2 separate regions of the Danio rerio genome follow, and region 2 is linked to region 1. The links are chromatin contacts, called in public Hi-C maps. All regions are on one chromosome and are shown on one strand. The core of a region is the stretch at or near the end of the contact, and the rest is flanking DNA. Distances in the headings are between cores, read along the strand shown. Region 1 overlaps mybpc1 (myosin binding protein C1). Region 2 holds the start of spi2 (Spi-2 proto-oncogene).

Region 1 (5,240 bases), core at 756-3,255:
AATAGTTACTACATGTGTTGTTCTCATTCAAGGTAAGCTTTCATATGGTTTCGGGCATATGAAGCTTATATTTCATTCATTCTGCATCCCTTGGTTGCCAGTAATCCCGCTTTTGCTCTTTGCTGGTGTGCAATGCTCGTCAATTCCATTCAAGAAACAAGAATGTTTTACAGAATTCTTTAAGAGCTCAGTTTAAGGAAAAACTGTTCGCTCCATATAGAATGTATATAGTGCATGCTTTTGACAGAATGTTTTACTTTAATATATTGCAATAATGTGAAATAACTTTTGCATTTTCTCAACAGAATCTAACTAAGGCTCTTTCTTCTCTAGAATGGAAGTGCTATGCTAGGCTTGCAAGCATTTTTTCAATGGAAATGCTACTTTATGTTGTGATACTTCAAGCGTTTGTTTGCTTAAATATCCTTTGCATGCTGTGACAAATGGGCTATACCACAAAAGTCTTTTTAAAAATTGTAAAACCATTTATCTTGGTGTAGGTAATAAAATAAAATAATAATATGATGCATTCTGAATGTCAATAGTCCAAAAATATAATACCATCATTCAACACGCTCACACATACTATGATGAGTCCCAGAATACTTGTGTAATACTTTCTAATAGCCAAGTAGTGATTTCAAAGCAAACAGAAAACTAATGTGAATGAATTACTTGGCTGTTACATAGTAAAATCAGATACAGGCTGATTTTGTAGTTGCACAGTTTGCACAGACTTGAAATCTAGAGTGTAAACCTTCTGATGTTAAAGTGCCCTTATTATGCCAATTTATTCTAAATATCTCATACTATAGGTTTAAATTTATGCAAAATTTCTCATAATATATTGTACACTGCTTCTTTTCTGACAGTGCCTGAAATTGGTCATTCAAGATCTATGTAAACCCCTACTTTCAGAGAGCAGACCTGATTGGTCAAATCAACCAGTCTTTTGTGATTGTCTACTGCTTATAGCACATGTTGGAAATCAAACACCCATAACCTTAACTGAAGTTCGACTGGGGGGTTGTTTAGTACTTGTAAATAGTCATATGTAATTATGGCATTGCTTTTAAAATCAAGTTTCACCATGAATCCTAATCTTTTGAAAGTGCACAAATAACAGGCAAACACTATGGAAATACAAAGGTGTTCTGTTATAGGCTACAGTATGTGCAATATAGCTCCAACTACTATGTAAAAGAGCCAAAAACCAGTCAGTGAAAGCTATGCAAGTAACTAAATCTGTTTAATGCGACCTTAAAGAGCACACTAGTGACTAATGTCTAGCGTCTTTGTGAAAGGTGATAGTTCACCCAATTAAAATTCACTCATCATTTACTTACTTGAGGGTTCTTCTATTTAAAAATAAAGAAGGTATTTTGAAGAAAACCTGTAACCATTGACTTCCAGTTGGACAAACAAATATTATAGAAGTAAATGGTTACAGGTTTTCAAAATATCATTTTTCAAAATACCTTCTTTATTGTTTAACAGAAGACTGAAACCCATAAAGGGTTAAAACAAGTAAAGGGTGAGTAAATAATGACAGAATCTTCATTTTGTGGGTGAATTATCCATTTAAGGTGCCTGCCTTTTATGGCAGAGGAATCGATGTTGGTGCCGTGACCCGGATGGGAGTGAGTGAACTATAGAGGCTGAAGTCTTAAGTGTCCTTCCTTGTGTTTAGAATTACAAGTACAATCACATGCTTGAATTAGCTTTTACAGCACAGACAACATGGCCTTAGCCACAACTTGTTTTTAAAGATGGTTGAGATAGACAATCTTTGCAGGCAGCCTTTAAAGACCATAGGCTGGCATTATGCAACCTTATTCCAACATACAGAGGCTAAAGCGGTCACACTAGAGTTTGAGCCTGCGAAATATTGTCATACGGCGCTGTGAAAATGTGTGGGATAAAACGAGATGATGGGACACTATGATAAAACGAGTGTTTGCTCCATATTACACATTTCCGAATGTCATGTCAGAGTTCACCAAGCTTGAACTTTGGAACACAGCAACATGTGTCACACAAGCTTGCGGTTTCGATCTGACATATTCCTGTGTACTATTGGTCAGAAAGTCTATGGGTGTATCTAAAAGTGTATTTATGGAGCTTAAAGTGCCGTATCTGTGGTTTAAGATTGTACTTAGTAAGAACTCTTTTCCAGAATCGGTTCACTCAATCAGAGTCAATAACTCCATTTATTGTGCATTTTGGAAATGTGCAGACCGTCCCAATCTGCTATATTACACCCTATATTAACTGTGATGTTCAAAAAAGCATATAGGGGCACTTTAGAAACTACTAATTTATATTTCACTCAAAATAATGAAAAATTTATCTTGAGATCAAGGAGTCAGATTCAAAACAAAGTCAAGACTTGCATCTCTGCCCCAGCAACACTCCTTCTGCAGATGCTTCCACTGTGTGCTTTGTATATTTATAACTGTGATCATATTGCATAATGCAGCTTAATTTAGAGCACTTTCAACCAACTGCCTTCACAGCTCAACATGCTTCAATAAGAAAAGATGACATGCAGCGATGAAATGAGTTATGAGCGGCTGGATAGCTGAAAAAGCTTGCACAAACATGATTGCACTCACTGCCTCATCATTTGCACTGCACCTGGCAAACACTCACAAACTATCCTGATTTTTAAACACAGTTTCATGGCATTCCGTAATTGTTTTATGTTTTGGTGAATCAGGGGCTTCTCCATATGAATTCACACAGTCTCATTAATATGATTTTGTCATGTTTTTGTCTTTTAAGAATCTTACATTTTGTACAAATTCATATGGTTAAGCATTTAATTTGCCAAAACATAAGATAGTTATGTACTCCCAGAAGATTTCCTTCTCTTTCTTTCTCTCTCTCTTTATCTTTGTCTGTGAATACCTTTTCTGTCTCTTTGGAAATACTTAAGTTGCTCTTATAATTGTCTGAATGTCATTTCATTACAAAATATCAAGCTGATCCTTGTCAAAATTAAGTGCACTTCTTGTATTGCATGCACACTTGTAGTGTATTGTAGTGTAAAAAAAGCTAATAATATATAGACCAATTATATATTTATGAAATTGAAAGCCACTTAAAGAGAGTTTAAGTTTGAGACTATTGAGGTGAAATTTATTTAAATTGTTGTTTAAATAATATTTGGTTGTGTTTTACTTTATTGTCCACTAGTGGAAATTTATCTTTAACTTCAACTACATCATCGTTTACATCATACATATTTCACAAAAATAAAGTCAAAGATGAGTAAAATAATATCCAATCACATAATCATTCCAATCCAATCATTTATGTAAAAAAAAATAAATAAATAAGCGATAATACTGAATTTTGAATTCAATCTTTTGCTGACAAAATTGGTTTGAAAGATAGTCACAAAAAAAATATAAAGTTTCAAAAATACTTATTGTATTACTGTATGCTCCTTTTTGTTTTTACTCAAGTAGTTATTCCACAAGAACTGGCATAAACTGAGAATCTGCAACAGCATACAGAAAAATCCAGATTAATGTCATCTCACCACTACCATTGGGCCACACGGCCCATATTGCAACAGACTGTAGACATCAATATCATCCCATAACTCACATTAAAAACTCAGTTAACCCGATTTACAACCCAGTATTTAAAATTGTAATAGCAGTTGGCACAAAAGACATTTGAAACACTTTTTTCTTTACTTGAGGTTGCTTAAAATGTGTTAACGAGGCGCTCTTACTTTGCTGTATTCAATATAACATTCAAGTTGTCAAGTAGCTCAAGTTCATGTATTTGTAGATGTTCTAAACTTTGCAAATGTATATATACACGAATGGTTACATTGTATATGACAAAAATTCTGGTTATAGTGTAATTGTACATGCAATTGATATTAGTAGGGTACAAATTTGTTTCTGGGCTATTGCCTGTAATTATGCATAAAGGATGGTTATTATTTTAAATACTTGTTACATGTAGGAAGAACACTGTAAAATAATGGGTTACAGCTTATTTTATTGTGTCCTTGTTATAGTGTAACAATTTATTTAACTACAGAGTAATATTAATTAATAACATGCACTTATTATACAGTTTGCTGGGAATGTTTAGGGTTAGTTACATGTAACTATGCATAATTAATTGTAATAACAATAGTAAGAATATAAAACTTGCGCAAGACACCTTTAAAAAAGTGTTACCAAACAGTATTACGCATATTTTAATTAAAATGTAATGTTTTTCAGAACCTTCAGCAGCATATTTCAAAAACTAAGCAAAGTAGTTTTGTGTTGATGTGCTTAACTAGCATGAAAATTAGCAATACTTTATATTTTGTTAATTTAAAAATCAGTTGTTTTGTGAACTATTCTGCTTGAAAACTGGCTTGCATTTCTTTAAATATTACTAGGTTGGTTATTTTGTTATGTGAGGACATTCAGATATTTTGAGATGTGTTTTACCTGCCTAAATGCCTCTTGCAGCAGCATATACACATGTAAAGAACAATTCTGTGTTTCTTTATGTCATCATTTAAGTGTCATGTCTCTGACTGTCCTCATCTTTCCCTCTTCCAGGAGGTTTTACATTCTTTGAGCTGATGAAGCGAGGCGTTCCCTTACACCTCATTGATAAATACATGAACGAGTCTAAGACCTCTGAGTCAGAGAAGAAGGGATCGGACTGATGACTGATTCGCCCTATTATTGCACCAGAAATCCCTGTCACTACTACAAACAATGGCACATGTGTCAGAAAGTTGCCATGGCATGCTGTGTTCAGATCTGTAGTTGCTGTCACCGTTTTCAAAATTGCCAATGGGATGCATGACTTTAGTAAACTGGATTGTAGCTTTAATCACAAATAGACATTGTATTGTGAGAGACATAGAGCAGCCTGGTACAGATATGGTGTATATGCATTTCATTTATGACTTTCTGGGTGTGGAACATGAGGGTGAGCCAAACTGAGCACAAGTCTAGGGGGGTTTGCTGTTTCTGATTTTCTTTTCTTTTTTTTCCTGACTGCTTTGAGTTTTCCAAAAATGTATTCTTCATTCTCATGAATGTATTGAAAATTACTTAGATTTGCAATATCGGTTCTGCGCAACTGTCGGATCAGACATCAGAGAGAAATATAGAGACGATGTGTTTGTCGAGTACATGTTCATTTTAGCATGACAGGTGAATAAATGTCCCTATAGGGAAAACTACTGTTGCTTTTTTGTTTTAAAATAC
Region 2 (5,240 bases), core at 1,439-3,938, 76 kb before region 1:
TGAATGACACATTATCAAGCCAATTTTATATTATATATAACTTTACATGTTAATTTTATTAATTAAGTTATTTAATTAGTTTATATTTTGACTTCCTAGCAACACCTTGCAACCTATGGTTGTAATATAACCTCAGAATAAAAATAAAAAACATACAGATTTTAATTGCATTATGAGAGTTAAACATAAAAAAACATAAAACTACTCATGTGTGTCGATGAATCCAACTGTACAGCACTTCCACGCTTCATAACTCTGAACAAAGCTGAGTTCTTCATTACACAGAAGTACTAAAAGCATTGTCCATTTCTCTTCCTCATCAGGCCGCAAGAAACTACGTTTATATGAGTATCTGCACGAAGCTCTTCACGATGACAACATGGGCGACTCCATCCAGTGGACGGACCGAGGCAGCGGAGTCTTTCATTTCATTTCCAAAAACAAAGAGAAACTGGCCGAATGCTGGGGTCAGCGCAAAGGCAACCGCAAAACCATGACCTACCAGAAAATGGCCCGCGCTCTTCGCAACTACAGCCGCACGGGAGAAATCGTGAAGGTGCGCCGCAAACTCACGTATCAGTTTAACCCAGCGATACTGCAGCGCTTGAGCTCACTGTCAGGCTACAGTTCGGGCCCTTCGTCCAGAGAAATACCGCTCCATCAGCCTGGCTCTGCGGAGCATGTGTACTACAGTTCTCCTCTACAGGACTGCCATTACTGGTATGGTCAATACTCATATCAGACCGAGTATGATCTCGCTACTGTACTCACAATGGATCCTAAAACTGCAGTTTCAGCTCAATGATAGTCAGGAGTACAATCTCTGTCCTTTAAAAGATTGGAGATGCACTGCAATCAATAATGACGTAGTAAACGTGAAGAAAAAAGATGTTTTTGCTACTGTGTATTAAGAGTTCATGCATGTAAATGGTACTGTTTGGAGTCATCAAGGATGCATTAAATTGATCAAAAGTTATTGTAAAGACTTATTGATTTAATGATAGCTTAATGATAATGACTTTTTTAATGATTTCTAACATACAAATCTAATTTGTTTGTTTGCTTGTTTAGACTTAATTAATCCCAAAGGGAAATTCACGTCACAGCAGAGTTCTCCATACTATAAAATAAATTACTTGTATAAAGAGGCAATTATATTAATAAAATTCAATTCCTACTGCACATCTTTGTTTCAAACAACGAGTAGATACTAGTCCATTAGTCCATATCTACAGTACTAATGCTATTAGAATTCTGCATAATTCATCTAGTATGATTTACTATACAATCTGATCACTGTTGGTAAAAATGACTTCCAGTCAACTTTTGTTTATAATTTATTTTAAAAAATTAACAAGTACAAGGATATGTACAAAATATTATATTTAGATATGCAAATTTAAATAGATAACTTTCAATTCATAAAAAGTAACAACAGATGGTTTAACATGATTTCCATTAAAATATTTATACACTTCTTAATATAATATGAAGAAATATTTTAAATCAAAGTTTACAATTATTTCTAAAGGACCATTTGAATATTAATTGACATTATCATTGTTTTTCGATATAAAACTAAAACGACTAAAATCAAATAAATGAAACAAACCCAAACAAACAAATAGATAAGCTAATTTAATAAATAAATAAATATACAAACAAAAACAAACACACCTTACTGACAACAAACTTTTGAACAACAATGTGTAAACATTATCTGGAAACTGAAAACAGATTAATGTTTGTTTTATGCACAAAATATTGATCCAAATAACATTTATTTTTACAAAACAGCAAAAAAAAATATATATATATATTTTTACGCATAACTTTTGACAAAAGGTTTCAAGTTGTTAAAAGTTTTTAACTTCACACCTTTGTAGATTTCAAAAGTCTTTAAAAATCACCATGTTTAACGGCAACTGCAAAAATGATCCAGCTTCTTCTATTCAATAAAATCATATTCATGCTCTAATCTGCTGTTTGTGTCTAGCCAGCCTTCTACTTCTTTTTCAACTTGTTTACATAGTATCATACATGTATCGCTCAAATAAACTTCTCTATCTTGAACAATCCCTTTTCATTTGTTTATGAAACTCTCGACTGTAATCGGTGTGCGCTGTATAAACATTTACGCTGATTTCTTTGCAAATACACTGGGCCGAGCTCATCTCATTTCACAGAGATACGATTGTTTGTGACTGCTTTGTGTGTGTTGTATTACAAACCGATCTCAAATCACCTTCCTCTTTGTAAGATAGCAATGAAACACTAATGCGGTGCGGCTGTATAATAATTTCCATACTGGACAATAAACACAGGTCTCTTACAGACTTTATGATTGAAGTTTTGCGAGCATGTTTTCTTGATTTTAGAGCTCTAGATTAATTTAACAGGAATGAATGTGCGTGGGTTTAGTTCTGTCTGTGTGTCATTGTTAACTGGTGGTGGCTGTTATCTCTAAAAGTGGAGAGGATGTGGTTACTGGTTCCATAAAGGTGGAGGTTAGAGATGTGTGTTCAAGATCATGATGTGTGTATGTGTGTGTGAGAATGGTTGGGCCCACAGAAGCTGTGGTTTTGGGTAAAAAAAAAAAAAAAAGTCTGGTTATTTATGTATGGTCGTAGATCACTGTAGAAAGGTCCGTTCACTCACTTATAAAATGAGTCTGAAACATTTGAGCAAGCACAGTTTACTTTGTAAAGCACATGGCACATAAACAGTAATAGTTTAGCCTTAACTTATTGGTTATTGGTTATTCATTAACAGATTGACACTTGTAACAGGAAAAGCTACAGTGAGGATCACATCTGTAACACTAATATGGTAAGAATCAATGTTTTGTTGTTTTATGTTGCCGTTTTTTATGGTGTCCTTGTTGTGTAGTTGCACATTTAGATAACAAGAATTGGTCATTCACAACATACTTGCTATATGCTTTAGTGTTGTTTAGAGCATGTAAAAAGTGTAAATATATACAGTGATTAGTCGACTTTACTTTAAAAATTAAGTGAGCAAATCCATTTCCTTAAAGGTGTTAAGTAAATGCAGCTAAGCATAATATTAAAAAGTAACAAATCACTTTAACAGTGTAATTATGCATAAGGTCAAAGGTGTCCATATCACATTACATTTACAAAAGTGATGTATTATACAAGTGCAAGTAAACTGTTTCCATCACTTTTGTGAAATTAAAATATCAAAATATGGATGAAATAATGTTCCGGTACCTTTTAGTATAACTGATATATTCATGTAATAAATAAACCAACATACTTATTCCGACCAGTCCTTAAAAAAATAAGTGATTAAACTAAATTTTATCACACTTTTAATGACTAAAAACTCTTTAACAACAAAAGATTTAAAATGACAATTTCTGAATATTTTGCTGCACTGTGATCCTTAAATGGAATATTTTAACATGCATTAAAAATATATAGATTTTTTGTTGCTTGCTTAAAGTACTTATTTAAAATGAGCTGCAACAACACAACTCTTGAGTTTTTGGGGAACAACTTAATTGTTTTTGTGCAATCCACTTAAATTAGCAAATGTACTTAATATTTTAATAAATAAAAAAAAAACGTAACTAAATCGATTTGTGTTGGGACAACATAAAGACATTGTGTGAAACCCAGCATTTTTTTACAGTGTCACCAAAGGATTATTTTTCTAAATGTTGCATTTTCAAATTTATTTTCTGGTATATCAGCTATTGTGTCATTGCAAGCCAAATACTTGGTAGATCATTATTTTGTGTGAGATCAAAATATATATTTCTTCTTACCAGAACAGTCCGCAGGATTATCAGACGGATTTGGAGGTGATTCTGGAATTTCTAGAGGAGCACTACAGGCAGGAATCTCACAGAAAAGCTCTATGGGACAGTAAGAAAACAGCTTAAAGGAACAGCTCAACCAAAAACGAAAAATCTGTCATTATTGACACACCAATGCATGTCAACAAATGCAGACCATTTGTCACCAGTGAACAATTTGCATGTCAAATATTTTATTATTTAATATTAAATTTAATATAAGCATGCTTAAAATCTACTACAAAATCTACTTGATATACTACACTGTAAAAAATGATTTATTGGATTTACAATTTTTTTAAGGTAAGTGGTTGTAGTATATGGGCTGAATTTAAAGAAATTAAATTTAGAATTGTTCAACTTGGGCGACGCAGTGATGCAGTAGGTAGTGCTGTCATGTCACAGCAAGACGGTCGCTGGTTCCAGTCTCGGCAGGGTCAGTTGGCGTTTCTGTGTGGAGTTTGCATGTTCTCCCTGCGTTCACGTGGGTTTCCTCTCGGTGCTCCAGTTTTCCCCACAGTCCAAAGACATGCGGTACAGGTAATTTGTGTAGGCTAAATTGTCAGTAGGGAATGAGTGTGGATGGATGTTTCCCAGAGATTGGTTGCAGCTGGAAGGGCATCCGCTGCGAAAAACATGTGCTGGATAATTTGGCGGTTCATTCCACTGTGGCGACCCCGGATTAATAAAGAGACTAAGCTGAAGAAAACATTAATGAATGAAATGTTCAACTTAATTTGTTTGTTTAAATTCAGCCCATATAAATTGTTTGCAACAACTTACCCTAAATTTGTTTTGCAAATCCAATGAATATTTTTTTCAGTGTACCATTGTTTGTTACAAATGAATAATTACAAATTAATAACATTCAAGATTAATTAATAACATGCAAGTCACAATAATAAATCATCACAAACAAATACAAAGATTTTCTTAGAAACAAAACCACAGTACAGTAATTTGTTTTATCATTGTTCTTTTTATACTGAACTAATTTAATTGAACATTGATTTAAACAAATTGTTTTATTTTAATACCAATTAACATGCACCTGTTGCTCTGAAAACATTGCAGTGAAAAAGGTGTGGAAAGAACCTTTACTCAGAAATTGCTAAAGTTTTACACACAATGGAAAAGAACACCGACTTTAGGGGTTAGGATGCCTGCCTGTTATTACCACTAACTCTTTTTCTAACACACCTGCAGTGACGGATCTCTCTGTCACATCATCCAGTGGCTCTGTGGACACTTCTGCAGAGAAACGGCCAGATGAGGAGAATTTCATCAAAGTTTCAGGACAGGAAACTCAGGTGAAACATTCATGTTAACACTTTGTGTCATTCCTTTTAAGAAATAATGGTACAAAACTGTCACTGGGACAGTACACTTTCAAAAGGTACATGTGCTTGTACCTAAA

Evidence for each region. A called contact is a pair of places that touch in the nucleus more often than the background predicts.
Region 2: a Hi-C map of an unstated tissue shows a contact between it and region 1, with 2.4 times the contacts expected there. The contact joins the promoter of spi2 here to the enhancer-like site in region 1.

The regions. Positions count from the first base shown.
Region 1 is chr4:18,316,531-18,321,770 of GRCz12tu, reverse strand. mybpc1 (myosin binding protein C1) reads left to right here. Exons shown (of 31, transcript NM_001007322.1): 31 at 4,581-5,216. The coding sequence ends at 4,690. Among named protein-coding and RNA genes, the nearest start is that of chpt1, 4.4 kb to the right of the region's middle. Within about 2 kb of position 2,005, at least 4 of the 62 cell types and tissues checked have an H3K27ac peak or open chromatin away from gene starts, as enhancers often do.
Region 2 is chr4:18,393,467-18,398,706 of GRCz12tu, reverse strand. spi2 (Spi-2 proto-oncogene) reads left to right here and starts at 2,688. Exons shown (of 5, transcript XM_009300320.5): 1 at 2,688-2,829; 2 at 3,797-3,893; 3 at 5,030-5,133. The coding sequence starts at 2,827. spic (Spi-C transcription factor (Spi-1/PU.1 related)) reads left to right here. Exons shown (of 5, transcript NM_001004621.2): 5 at 324-976. The coding sequence ends at 805. It also overlaps a transcript of apaf1 not described here.